Regions from separate parts of the Sus scrofa genome. Here region 1 is linked to region 2. Evidence: chromatin contacts called from public HiChIP or PLAC-seq data. All regions are on one chromosome and are shown on one strand. Each heading gives the region's core, a stretch centred on a gene start, on an enhancer-like site or on the middle of the called end of the contact. The rest is flanking DNA. Distances are from core to core; before and after follow the strand shown.

Region 1 (6,605 bases), core at 156-2,655, 150 kb after region 2:
GAAGCAGGGCCCAAAGTTTGTGCAGAGCTTTGCAGGGCAGCTTCAAGTACTGGATTTTAAAAAAAGCAATAGGAAGCGATTGGAGGGTTTTGAGTAATTAGATCTCATTAACATTTAAAAACATAACACTGGGTAGAAGTGATTGTAGGTGGTTCCAGGCACAGTTTCCCCTGTTAGGGATCTATTAGAGTAGCCCAGGCAAGAGAAGATGGTGGTTTGATCTACAGTAATGACAATGCTGATGGTGAAAAACTGAAAGATCAAAGATGTATTATGAAGGTAGAATAGCTCAGATCTGTTAATGGGTTGAACCAGGTATAAAAGCAGTGAGAGGGAGAAAGACAGGAAGAGAGAGAGAGAGAAGTGAAACTCAATTTGTTGGTTTTAGGAACTGGCAGATTTATCAAAAAGTAGATGTTGATGGGGTAGAGTGTGTATGTGTGTGTGATGGGGCAGTGGGTGATGGGGGGCGAAGGGATGCAGCACATGTAAAAATGTCTTATGAATTATATTTCCCTCAATATTTCATATTGAAAAATTTCAAAGAGCAACTTAGAATTTTACAGTGAATACCCACATAAAACATCTACAACTACTACATGATTTACATAGTAAGATTATTATGCTTCTAACCGTCCATCCTGGCCTCCATCCCTCAGACCATCTTGCTTTCATAATGCACTTAAATTTGCAGGCATCAGTGCACTGCCCTCTTCATACCTCGGCACACGTCATTGGTCTCCCCCCTTTTTTCCTTTTGATGTAAAATGTACACACAAGGTGAAACGCACAAATCTTCGGTGTGCATTTGCTGAGTTTTGACACAAGCATACGCCTGCCTACACCTTAAATTTGAGATGCCAAAAGGATATCAAGGTGGCATAATCAAACGGGCTGCTGAATGCAGGAATCTGGGGCTCAGAGGAGACGTTGGAAATGTACATTCGGCAATCATCAGAACACAAGCCTACTTGAGCTGTTGGACTGAATGAAGTCACCCGGGGGTGCAGAGGGAAGGGATGTGGGCTGTATCTGCAGAGCCTGGTCTTTAGAGGTGGGTAAGTCGGAGAGCCGACTTGAGGCGCGGTCAAGGGTTGGGGCCAGCCCTGGATCCTGCAAAGCACGCCTGCTTGGCGCCACCGGGCGGGCCTAGGTAAACGTCCGAGGAGACCTAAGGTGTCACTAGGCGGGGGTGGGGCAGGTTCGGGGAAGGAAGCCTGGGGGGCTCCCACGGAGGCGGGAAGGTCAGCAGCGAGAAAGGAAGGAGGGAGGAGGAGGGGCCCGAGGGTGAGGGAGAGCGGGCGGTGGCTTGGGGAGGAGGGGGAGGGGAGCCGGCGGCGGGAGGGGCGGAGTCGCCGCAGCGGCCGGCCGAGGGGCGGGCGGAGGGAGGGGGTGTGCGCGGGTCACATGGTCGCGGCTGCCCTCCCCATCAGCCGCCCTCGCCGCCGCGGTGCGCTGGCTGCAGGAAGCCGCCGCGCCGCCGCTTTGTTGTCAGGGACCCCGCGAAGAGGGCCGCTCGCCGCCGCCGCCGCCCTCTCTCCCCGCAGCCCGCTCTCCGGCCGCGGGGCCGGGTCCGGGCGTCCCGCCCGCCCTGCCCATGAGGGGGCCCCGGCCCCGGGCGGCGCGGTGCTGAGGCGGCGGCGGCGCTGCCCCTTCTGCGGGAAGCGGGCGGCCTCGGCCCCCTCCCGAGGGCACCATGGAGGTGAATGCGGGTAAGAGCCCACTGGGCGGGGTAGCGCGGCGGAGGGGCGCTGGATCCCGGCGGGCACTCGGAGGGCTGCGGCGGGGCTGCGGGCTGGCGGGGCGCGGGCTGGCGGGGAGGGCTGCTGTGCGCCGCGGGCTCGCCTCGGGCTCTGAGCTCGTCGCCCCGGGGCCGCCCTCTCGGCTCCCCGCACCGCCGCAGCGCGGCCCGCGGCGCCGGCCGGGCGCCCCCCTCACATGGCCTGGCCGCGCGAGCCACGTGCGCGCTGTGTTTACGTTCGGCGGCGCGCGGGCGCCGGTTGGCTGGGCGGGCTCATGACGCGGCATTACATAATGGGCGCTGGGGCGGCGGCGGCGGGCGGGGACACGTGAGGCCGCTCGGCTCGGTGACCCACATTCCCGGGGGCCGCAGGGACACGTGGGGGCGGGTGCGCGCGCGCCAGCCGGGAGCGCCGCAGCCCCGCGGAGGCCCCGCCTCTCCGGAACCCTCGGGCTGTGACGTGGCGCGGTTCCCTCCTCCCCCGCGGGGTTGCTCTTTGCGGAGGAGGCCGCGCGTGCGCGCCGCGGAGACCCGCGCTCGGCGGCCGGGAGCTGAGCCTACGCGGGAGCCGCGGCCTGGCTGCGGGCAGGGAGAGGAAGGCGCCCGGCGTGGGCGCTCTGGCGCTGAAGGCAGTGCGGCCGGACAACCTGGGGCTTCCCCGACGCATGACCCTCCGCGGGGCCTGGAGGTGCTTGGCTTCCCAGCGACGCCCGGCGGAGGGGCCGGGGAACGCCCAGGTTGTGGTGCTACTTCGTATTAAAAAAAAAAAAAAAAAAAGACTGTTTTAGTGATCTCTTCTGGGAAGCCTTCTACCTCACCACCTTCCTCTATGGGCGGGTCCACCCTTGGCTCAGCCTTCAGCTCTATTGGGCGTGACCGAGGTGACCCCAGTGACTCCCAGGCCTCCTGTAAGGCTGGTCGTTTTTCGCTTAATTTCTTTAAACCCTTGGGTTGCTGACCTTTTCTGATTCTGATAACAGAATTTGACTCTATCACGCCCTTTCTTGTTATCTTTCACCTTGTCTGATTCTGATTCTGATAACAGAATTTGACTCTATCACCCCTTTTCTTGTTACCTTTCCTGCCTTGACATCCCAGCACAATACCCGGCTACCTTCTGCCCTTTTGTTTGCCTCCCTCCCCCCCCAATCAAAGGATGGACCGTTACCTGAAGACAGTGAGGTTGCAGAAGCAGCCAGTGATTATGTTTTAAGTTACCCGTTCAAAAAACCATGGCTTGATAACAAAGTGTTGTGAAATTTCCACCAGCAGTAAAAAATAAAGTCATTCTCGTGTGTTTTAATTACCTATGGGCCTGTTTAACCTGTGAGTGTAGTTAAAAAAAGTTCAGTAACTATTATGGAATTAAACTTACTTGGTATGGATTTAGAAGTATAAAGTTCAGCCTCATCTAACCTACCATGGATGAATAAAGCCAGCTTTTGTGTTTGAATAAAGTGGGCTGGCTCAGTGGTTAGGTTTTTTTTTCTAGTTTGAACCTTCCTGGAACATTTTCACTGATCTTAATTTTGATTTTATTTTTATTTTTTTGTCTTTTCTAGGGCCGCACCCGTGGCATATGGAGGTTCCCAGGCTAGGGGTCTAACCAGAGCTGTAGCCACCCGCCCTAAGCCAGAGCCGCAGCAACATGGGATCCGAGCTGCATCTGCGACCTACACCACAGCTCACAGCAATGCGGGATCCTTAACTCACTGAGTGAGGCCAGGGATTGAACCCACAACCTCATGGTTCCTAGTGGGATTCGTTAACCACTGAGCCACGATCCCTGATTTTAAATTGGCTACAAATTATAAAATTTCCTTGGGATGATTGTTGACGACCCGATTTCCCCCCTCCCCCCTGGCCAGTTCACATCCCATCCCTTGGTCCTTGCTCTGCTGTATTTTCTGATCGTTATCCTTGTTGCCCTTTGGGATGTGGGACTGGGAAATGAACAGGCTCCTGTGGAAGTTATTGGACAGCTGCCGAGCTCCAAGCTCGGGATTCTGATGTACATGAATTTGTGGCAGGCTTGGCATTTGTGGCTTGCTGCTTTGCTGACTCACAGTAACCTTGCAGTCAACTAGAACCTTTTCATGTGAACTATTCTGAAGCTAGGTTTCATCCTTCGTGCAGATAATTGTTTGACCTGAGCTGTAGGACCTTGTAATTATCTTTCTTAAATTTTCTCCTATTCCTTTTGGCTCCAGTTTCAAGCTGTCACAAACTGTTATGTAGTATACTAACAATTTCTGCCATGCCCCAATTTTTGCCAAGGGGGGCTTTGATAAGCATCCCCTTTAACTTGTTCATATTGTAAATGTAGCCCAGGGTGGGGCCAAATTCATTGCTGTGTGGCATGTCTCTGACACCTCACTTTGGGTTGATATCATTTTATTAGTCAATACATACTCAACCAGTGATCGTTTCTAACTCTGCTGTAAATAATGACACATTGTGTCTCTACCCTGTCTGTAATACCCATGCAAAGTAGTAAAGTCGTGGAAATTGACTATGCGTTTTTGTCACAGACTTTGACTATACCAAGCTCTTAAAATATTACAGAGACTTCATAACCATGGCTGTAAATGCACATTTTAAAAATTAGGAAAACATTCCCGTGTATTTCATTCTTATCTTTACAATCTCTTTTTTACTGTGTTTCTCCAAACTTGGAAAGAAAACATCAGAGGGAGGAAAGAGTAAAGAAATTTTAACTTGGAAAGAGAAACAGCAAGATAATGCGAAGAATGTAGAAGTGAAGTAGGAAGTTGCTTGTTTAGTCATTGGAGTTAGGGGATTCAGAAAGTGGCATGGCTCCCTAATTGAAGGAAAGAGAATAGGGAGGGTCACATGTGTTTGAACTATGCTGATCGAATGCTTCCTTTATATGATGGCAGCAAGAATAATCATGGATGTCTGTTGAGCGTTTATGTGCCAGGCTCTTTGCATGTGTTACCACTTTGCTACCTCACATTTACTCTATGAAGCAAAGTACTGTTACCACCATTTGAAGATGAGGGTCTGTGTAAATTGAAGTTACTAATAAGCGAGTGGTAGTATAGAGCCAGATTTTGAGAGCAAGAAGTCCACTTGGGAAGCACAAACTAACTGCTAGGCTGTACTAGGTTTAAGCCCATGTGACATCTGAAAGTATATGCAAAACTTGGTGGGCCTGTCTTCTTGGGGATGAAGGGGGTACTGAATGGATCCACACAGTTTGAAGTGGTATAGGGTCGGAGCTGGTGGAAAAGTGCAGGGGGTCAGCACAGCCTCCCAGTGTCAGTATTCTTTTTAAATCTTGTTGCTAGTCAGTGTGTTCTTTTTCCAGACACTAGATTACATTTGCCCTCTCTCTCCCTCTCCTGCTTTCCAGCAATTTACTTTTGTTTTTCAAAAGGAGACCTATTTTTTGTCACACCATTTTGTATTTTTTCCTTTTCTTTTTTGGCTGCCCTGTGACATATGGAGTTCCTCTGCCAGGGATCGGATCTGAGCCATAGTTGTGACCTAAGCCATAGCTGCGACAACGCAGGACCCTTAACCCAGTGTCCTGGGCAAGAGATTGAACCTGTGGCCCAGCACTGCTAAGATGCCGCTGACCCCATTGCGCCACGGCAGGAACTCCTTGTCACCCCATTTAAAATTTTCTTTTTTCTTTTTGGCCCTCCCCCAGGCATTTGGAAGTTCCCAGGCCAGGAATGGAACCCATGCCACAGCAGTGACAATGCCAGATAATTAACTGCTAGGCCGCTAGGGAATTTCTTTTTTTCTTAAATAATCTCTTACATGGCACGTCATTTAATAGTTGACATATCCTTTAAGACCCCACTTATTATCACCTTGGATGTATTTACCCCTCTTGATCTCTGCCCTCTGTAGTGCTCTTGTGCTGTCAGCAGGTCACAGTAGTTTGTATGAAACTTTGCTCATGTTGCACTGGAATGAGTGGTTATCATAGCTGTCTCGCCAGTTGGCCTGTAAAGCCTTTTAGGAAAGGAACTGTGTTCTCTGGAGCCCTGACACTGGGACACAATTGGAAGTTTAGTGCTTCATTGGATCTACTCCGTCATCCTGTGAGTAGAAATTAATAACTGACTTTTAAAATGAGAAAATTAAAGCTTCTTAGTGGTAAACATGTTTTGTTCTAAGCCACAAGGCACCGGGTAGAGCCATGATTTGAACTCAGGCATATCTCCCAGGATGATGGGCAGTGGGAGTGGGTAGGGGGTTGATGGTGGGCAGGCCTAGACTTAGGGTAAGAAAGCCCCAGCATGCGGGCAGACAGTCAATGCTTCCCTACAGCTCAGAACTAGATATTGATTTCTGGCTTGTCTGAAGTTGACCACTGGGTAAGCCCTAGCCTGGGAACCTGGCCCAGCTCCAGGCTCCTCTTCAACTAAAAATAGAGAAGACTCGTCTCTCCTAATTTTAGCTTGAGGCATCTAAGAAGTACATGCTGCCTGTTTATGAAGGTGTTGTGACTTGTTGATTCAGGGATTTTACCTTTCTTGCTTTATCATTAAAAACTGAGTGTGTAAAAAGCCCTTATTTTAATAATCCCCTTTAATGAACACTGTTTCATTTCAATCTTATAATAATGGTGGGAGATATTCCTGTTCTATAGAAGATGATTCTGGTTTAGAGAGATTGAAAGTAAGTTGCTTGCCCATGTCTTCTCAGTAAGAAATAATGGTCTGTCCTCTGGAATTAGGCAGTCTTGACTTTCAGCCCTGGCCCTGCCACTTAGTAGCTGTGTTACTTAACCTCTCTGAACTCTTGAGTTCCTGTTCAGTAAAATGGGATAATGGAAGTGAATTTATAGGATTCTTGTGAGGATGCAGTGTGATGTGAAATTGTATCA
Region 2 (6,846 bases), core at 3,114-5,613:
AACTTCCGCATGCAGAAGGTGTGGCCAAAAAGAAAGAAAGAAAAAGTTTCGGAGACAATGAACCAAACTACTCAAGCTGCAATCTATTATTTGAATGCAGTTTTGTCCTTTTGTTATCAATGTATAGGAGGCTGAAGGCTAGTTTAGAGAATAGGCCCCTCAGAGGAGATGCTGATTTACAAACGGAGAATGCTTTCCTCCATGTGTTGACATCAAACCACCTTTTTGCCCTTGCCGGAGAGAAAGCTTTAGACTCTTATCACATCTTGGTAAATTTTGAAAATCACATGGTTGTTCAATGCCTCCATGTGGTAGAAAAAATAAGTTAGCTCTGTCCTAGCTTCGTGATAGCAACATTCAGGACCAAAACAGTCTGACAATGCTTAGGGTCCTTCAAAGGGATCAATGTTTTTTGTTTTTCTATTTTTTTGTTTGTTGGAAAAACCACCTGAATTGAAGATCAAAGCCCCAGATCTCATTAGGCTTCATGGAATTGCCCCTTCTTTGTTAAACCTTCCTTATCCTTCTGTATAAGGAATGGCTTTTTCAGGCAAAGGCGCATCGTAAAATAAAACAAGTGGACTGAAATCCACAGTGAGCCCATCTTTTCAGAAAAGCTTTATAGAAATTCTTTTTACATTCCAAACTTAAGGGTTTTGGTTTTTTTTTTGACAAAAAAAAAAAGGAATTCCTTTCTATCCAGCCGTAAGTTAACTTTTTAAAAACCGAATTAACAAATGTTCGTTTGCTTGACAATTCTTTGGATGTGAACTTGGCCAAAGAGAATGGCCACCCTTACGAAATATTTGAAGTGCAGTGTAAGCAACAGGCCAAAAATTGGGTGCTCAAAGTTTAGACGGGGTCTCTTTCTCTTCAATCAACTGTGTCATTTCACCTCCTAGGAACAGGTCAACACCTTGATCTTCAAGAGCTTTTACTGAAATGTACTTGATATTTTAAAGAGGGCTTGAAGGAGAAAATTGGATCATCCAGCAAGTCAGGAATAGGCATTAACACAAACTGGAGCCCACGGGTGGGTTCCGAAGCCCAGGGAAGTCACAGTGTCGCATCACATGGGCTGGGTGGCTGAAAGTGTCTTTTAAATGTAGATTGAACATTCCTATCAAAGCAGCCACTATATATGCGCATTTGCTTGTCCTCTACCACAGAGTTGGGGGAGGGGCAGAGGGCTATTTTCGTGGCTTACACTTGGGTTTCTTCAGGATAATGTAGTGCCAGAATGTATTACGTACTTAAAATAGACCCATAAATATGAAATAATAAGAATTATTTTCAGAATGGGGAGTAGAAAACTTCAATAGCGGTCATTAAGTGGTTCAAGTAAATGCTACAAAATCAGTGATTTCTTTCACTTGCTTCCGTTTTCTCCACTTTTCTGTCTTGATTGTTAAAATGCTCTTGAAAACATTACCAGAGTTCTTTTCTATTTAACATATTTTCTTCAGTGTAACTGAGATTTTCCCCCATACCCCGCTAAAGCTCAAACTGGCAAAATCCTCTGTGGGCATCATGGGCCACAGCTACAGTTCTGCCACTGACTTACTGCTTGACCTTGGACAAGACACACTGGCTTTCTTTATTTATCTTTTTTATTTTTTGTCTTTTGGGCCAAACCCTCGGCATGTGAAATTTCCAAGGCTAGAGGGTCGAATTGGAGCTACTGCTGCCGGCCTACACCACAGCCACAGCAACTCGGGATCCCAGCCCCAGCCACATCTGCGACCTACACCACAGCTCTTGGCAATGCTAGATCCTTAACCCACTGAGCAAGGCCAGAGATCAAACCTGAGTCCTCATGGATACTAGTCGGGTTCGTTAACCTGCTGAGCAGAGATGGGAACTCCCACAGTGGCTTTCTTTGCCTTAATTTTTCACCTGTAAAATGAGGCATTTGATATCTTAGGCCCTCTCTAGTAACTAAAATCCTTTGATTCGATTCTTTGACCCTATCTTTCTCTTAGGAGGCTTCCTATATTGTCCTCAATTCTAGTCATAAACATGCTGTGTCCTAATAAAATTCCTGAGAAGTGGGATCAGGGTGGGATGATTAATACTTGACTTTGCATAACAGTTAATAAACCATATTATAGATATACATTTGATCCTCCTTAAAACCGGCCAGTCAGCGCAGGTATTGCCCTTCACAGATGAGGAAAGTGAGGCTTAGGTCAGTTTAGCTCCTTAGGCCTTGTAGCTAATAACCAGAAGAAGATTAGAAAGGAATTATTATTTCTTTATAACTGAGACAACTGTATATTTAAAATAATCTGACGTAAGGAATAGTCTTTTGAGAGCAGTGGATGCTTTTCTAAACATTTTGAAGTTTTTATTTCCCCTTCAGTAGGTCATTCCCAAACCATAAAGCACTAACCAGGGTTAGAGATAAGAAAGAACTAGTACACAAAAGAGGGGTAGTGTCCCTCCAGACTGGTGGTTGGGAAAGCACTTCCCTATAGAGGGGGAGCCCTTGCCTCGTGTGATTTATTTCTTCAGGGACCAGTCCAATCCAAGCATCAAGGATGAAACACAACATACTATGTTCAATTTTTAAAAAAGATTTATTTTAATTAGTATCCAAGTGTACGATTTATGCAAATCAAAATTAAAGAAAAAAATTCGCCCACCGTCCCAGTCACATCAGCAAATTTAACCTTTTATTTTCCTGTATTCTCTGCCAGCTCTTGTCTTCATCATACATGAATTTTTCCTGGTTGTGCTCATCCTGTAGAAAAGTATTTGTAAGTATCAGGAACCCAAATTTTTGTAAGAGGAAGTCTCCATTTTTATAACAGTCTTTAGATTATTTTTGTCGTCCCATCTGAGTTTATTTCAGGCTTGCTTGTTGTTTTCTCTTGAATTTATGTCTTTATCATCAGAAGGACAAAAAGTATACAACCTGGTTTAAGGAGGTTTTTTTTGTTTGTTTTGTATTGTCTACCAGGATTCTTGAAATCAAACTCTCACCTCCAGGATCTTTTCAAAATTTCTAGACATTTGAGTGATTGAGGGATAGCTCTGTCTGGAGGTAGGAGGCTGGAGGCTGAAATGATGACTGAAGTGGTTTTTTCCCAGTTTTTGGACCCCTCAGGTCTATGACAATTTCTGCAAGTAGACAGATACAGGTTTCCCGGAAAGGACTGAGCAAGAAGTCTGCACGATTACTTTATGACTCTTAAAAAAGTTGGAGTTTCATGTTGAGGACTAGAAGAGGTTTAGGTGGGTGGTAAGAATGCTTGTTTTCCTGGTTAGTTGGATATGCCACTGGCTTTATGTCTTCTGTTGTCCGGTGGTAAATGAAGCCACACTGTTGCTATGGAAAAGGATGGCAGTTTGGGATAATTTAGAGTGGCCCAGGGAAATCTGGGCAGTTGCTTAGTGTACCACACCTAGTATATGTTACACTACACATATCTCTTCAGTTTCCTGCAACTGAAATGACAAATAAGTGAGAAACTGAATTGTAATTTGATGGCTTAACTAAAAAAAATTAATCTTGGTAAACACGATAAATAAAGAAGAGTTCCGAAGAATTAGAGGGATTATTATTAAAATCTTATGATTTGAATAGCATTTATATTGTCGCTGAAGAAGCTGCAGCCGTCCTCAAAACTTTTAATATAATTTCCGACAGCAAAAATTCTAAATCCAGTCTAATTCAGTAGTAGAGGGTTTATTCCCATTGATTTCTCACATTAGAAAGCCTCTTAGACGTTGGTTGGTTTTACCTGTCACGAAATCCACTGTATCACTTTTATAAAACACTTCTTTCTATAAAAAGTGACTGGAAGAATCGAAAATTGTAAAATTGCACGTGCCTGAGCAGAAAACTCCAATCTTGGGATTTTCTCACAGGCGTGCCTAAACCGACCTCTGCTCCTAGCAGGTAAATTGCCAGAGGGGGAAGCCAGGGTCAGCCCAAAGGAAACCCTGTTGTGGGATTTCTTTCTTTCTCCCTTAAACTGATCACTTTTTAGGAGGAGTTCCCTCGGTATTCACTAGTCCAAAGTCCTGGCACCAGATTACCATCTTTTTTACCAAACTGCCCCCGCTTTCCCAAAGCCCTTTTGGTAAGAACTTCCCCTCGCGGTCGCCCTATTCCCGACAGTTCCCAGCGCCCCCAGTCTCGGGACGGCTTCCCCTCTTCAGCCCAGGATCCAGGGGTCCCCCAGACTCCTCCGGAGAAAATTCACAGCCCTTGCCCCCTGGCCCCGCGTCCCGACGAGGCGCCGGGGTGGGGGTGGGGCGGGGAGGGGCCGGGCTTCCCGGGGTCCCCGGGTGCTCCTGGCGCCCCCCGGAGGTGTGCCCGGGGAGGGGAGCGCGGGTGGGTGGGACCGGCCGGACGGGGTGGGGGAGGGGGAGGAGGAGTGTGTGTGCGAGCGTGTGTGGCTGGGGGAAGCCATTGCCTGTTTAATAGTTGCTGTTGCTGCACTTCCGCTTCTCTCCCAGCGAGAGAGACACGAGTGGCCAGGCCCAGCCGCAGCCGCAGCAGCAGCCGCCGCGGCGGCACGGAGCAGCCAGACACAAAGAGAGGTACGGGGATCCCCCCCGCCGCCTGCCGCCCCCCGGCCGCGCCGCCGGGCTTCGGGGACACCCCTCGCCGCCGCCCCCGACCCGCGCCGCCCGGGCCGCCGGGCACGGGGCCGGGGGCGCGGAGAGGGGCTAGGGAGCTCCGGGGGTCCGGGCCCGCCCGCGGGGGATGGGCAGGGCCCCGGGCCGCGTGGGGTGCGGGGCCGCCCGCGTCGGGGGCGGGGGGCACAGGGCTCGAACTGTCAGCGCTGCCCCGGGAGCCCCCCGCTGGCCGCCGAGGGGCCGGGAACGGGGGAGGGGAGGCGGGGAGCCCCGTTTTCCCCTGGGGCGGGGGCCCGTGGGGATTAACCCCTCCGGGGCGCACGGGCTCATTGTTATTCCTCAGCAGAGGAGGCCGAGTCCCCCCCTCACCCCCGCCCCCACCCGGGGTGCCGATCGGGCGTGTGCCTGGGACCCCCGCCCGGGCCGCGCAGACCCGACCCGCACGGTCCGGGGGCTGGCTGGCAAGGGGCGTCGGGGCGCGGCGGGGGCCTCGGGCCTCGTCGCTCCTACCCCCCTCCGGCCTCTCCCTTCCCCCACGCGGGCCCCCGCTGCCCGCCTCCGTCCCCCCGTTTCGGCTTCCTCTCTTACTCCTCTCCGCCCTCCTCTCCTCCTGACCTCGCCAAACTCGGCGGCTGGCCCCCAGCTCCCCTACGACCCCCGGAAAGCCGCCGAAAACAGCCCGAGGCCGGCTGGCCGCCGGGACCTTCCCTGCCCGCCCCGGCCGGGCGCCCCGCACCCCCGCCCGCCGGCTGCTCCTCTCCCCGCCCGGAGGGGAGCCCCGGGGGGCGAGGGAGGGGCTGCTCTCTGCCCTCCCAACCGTTTTCCCACCACGTCCCCCACATGGGGCCCCGAATAAACAAACAAGCCGCGTCCAATTTGCAAAAGCCATGATGGGCCCGAAGACTTTGAAAAGCGAGTGGAGGGCGGTGGGCGGCTGGGTGCACCCCCGGCCGAAGCCCTCCTGACAGCGCCCGAGTTCCTTATTTACACTGGCTGCATGGTTTGTGTTTCTGTTTTGTTTCCCTCCCCCTGCAGGGGCTGTTTGCGGGGTGGGGTGGGGGGTTCGCTATGTCGGATGACGATTCGAGGGCCAGCACCAGCTCCTCCTCATCTTCGTCCTCCAACCAGCAAACCGAGAAAGAAACAAACACCCCCAAGAAGAAGGAGAGTAAAGTCAGCATGAGCAAAAACTCCAAACTCCTCTCCACCAGCGCCAAGAGGTACGGTACCCCCTCCCCACCCCCACCCCCAGCAGGCTTCCTATTTCCCAAACTGCCTCTTGCTGCATTTGGTCTGCCTCCATGAGGGTAGCTTAACCGCTCCTCATGGTTTATATGTTCTTAAAGAGGAGAAAAGGGGCCTTGGAGGCCCTAATTGTTTTTCTCGGTGCCTTCTTCTGTTTTTTCTTTTAATCACTGTCCACATGCAGCTGTTGTGGCTTGCCTCTCCCATATCTTGCTGAAGTTTGTAAGAATTTTCATTACTATTATTAGTGACCACCGAATCTGATTTCACATTACTTGTCCTGTTAATCACTAATCTGTGACCCTTCTCAAGGCTGTCATCCCACTTCTTACTAATACCTACCCAGACAGTTCTATCACAATGAATTCTATTACCGTCTTACTTCTCACCTGTTGCACTTATGAACTGTTTTGAATAGAGCTTTCTCCACAGATTGCATGAGGAATAAATAACTCATTTTGGCAGAGTAAAAACTCTAATGGGTAGAGATAGATGTTTTCGGATGGAATTTAAAGAGATTTTTTAGATTTAGAGAGTTGAGGCAAGTGAATGAATCAATAGGTGATGTAAAATGGCTATTCTAGGCTATTTTGGGGATTCTTGTTGTTCTCTTTGAGAACCTCAATTTACCAAATTTCAGGGAAACTCAAATTTTTTTCATGGTATTTCATTGTTGATTTTTAAGTTGAATTCAAGCAGTGGTTCTTTTTCTTTGCTCTCTTCCTCTTATGTCTCTGGAAGAAGCTACTTTTTAACCTCCATTATCCTTCAGTAGTGTCCTCTGATTCCCATGACCCTTAAAGTATCTATAGTAGATTCCTGGGAACCCCTATAGTTTATAAATCCTGCTGTCGGTTGTAGAGTCATTAAACTTTAAGGTGGCAAACCAGAAAGACAGTAAGGAATCCAAATGGTGGGTTAGCTGGAGATACCTTTCTTTTTTTCTTTTTACTGTTCTTTCTTTTTTTTTTTTTAGGGCCCCACCCTTGGCATATGGAGGTTCCTAGGCTA

The links. HiChIP or PLAC-seq counts read pairs in DNA pulled down with a chosen protein or histone mark.
Region 1: a contact with region 2 is called in an H3K27ac HiChIP or PLAC-seq map of alveolar macrophages. The contact joins the promoter of NR1D2 here to the promoter of LOC102160336 in region 2. A contact is called at or near these places in 3 of 47 Hi-C or Micro-C datasets (epiblast stem cells, heart right ventricle and liver) and 1 of 2 datasets of contacts at active chromatin or transcription factors (alveolar macrophages).

Annotation. Positions count from the first base shown.
Region 1 is chr13:10,755,549-10,762,153 of Sscrofa11.1, forward strand. It overlaps NR1D2 (nuclear receptor subfamily 1 group D member 2), which reads left to right and starts at 1,406. Exons shown (of 8, transcript XM_021071423.1): 1 at 1,406-1,712. The coding sequence starts at 1,697.
Region 2 is chr13:10,601,474-10,608,319 of Sscrofa11.1, forward strand. LOC102160336 (ubiquitin-conjugating enzyme E2 E1) reads left to right here and starts at 4,364. Exons shown (of 6, transcript XM_021071421.1): 1 at 4,364-4,551; 2 at 5,626-5,810. The coding sequence starts at 5,659.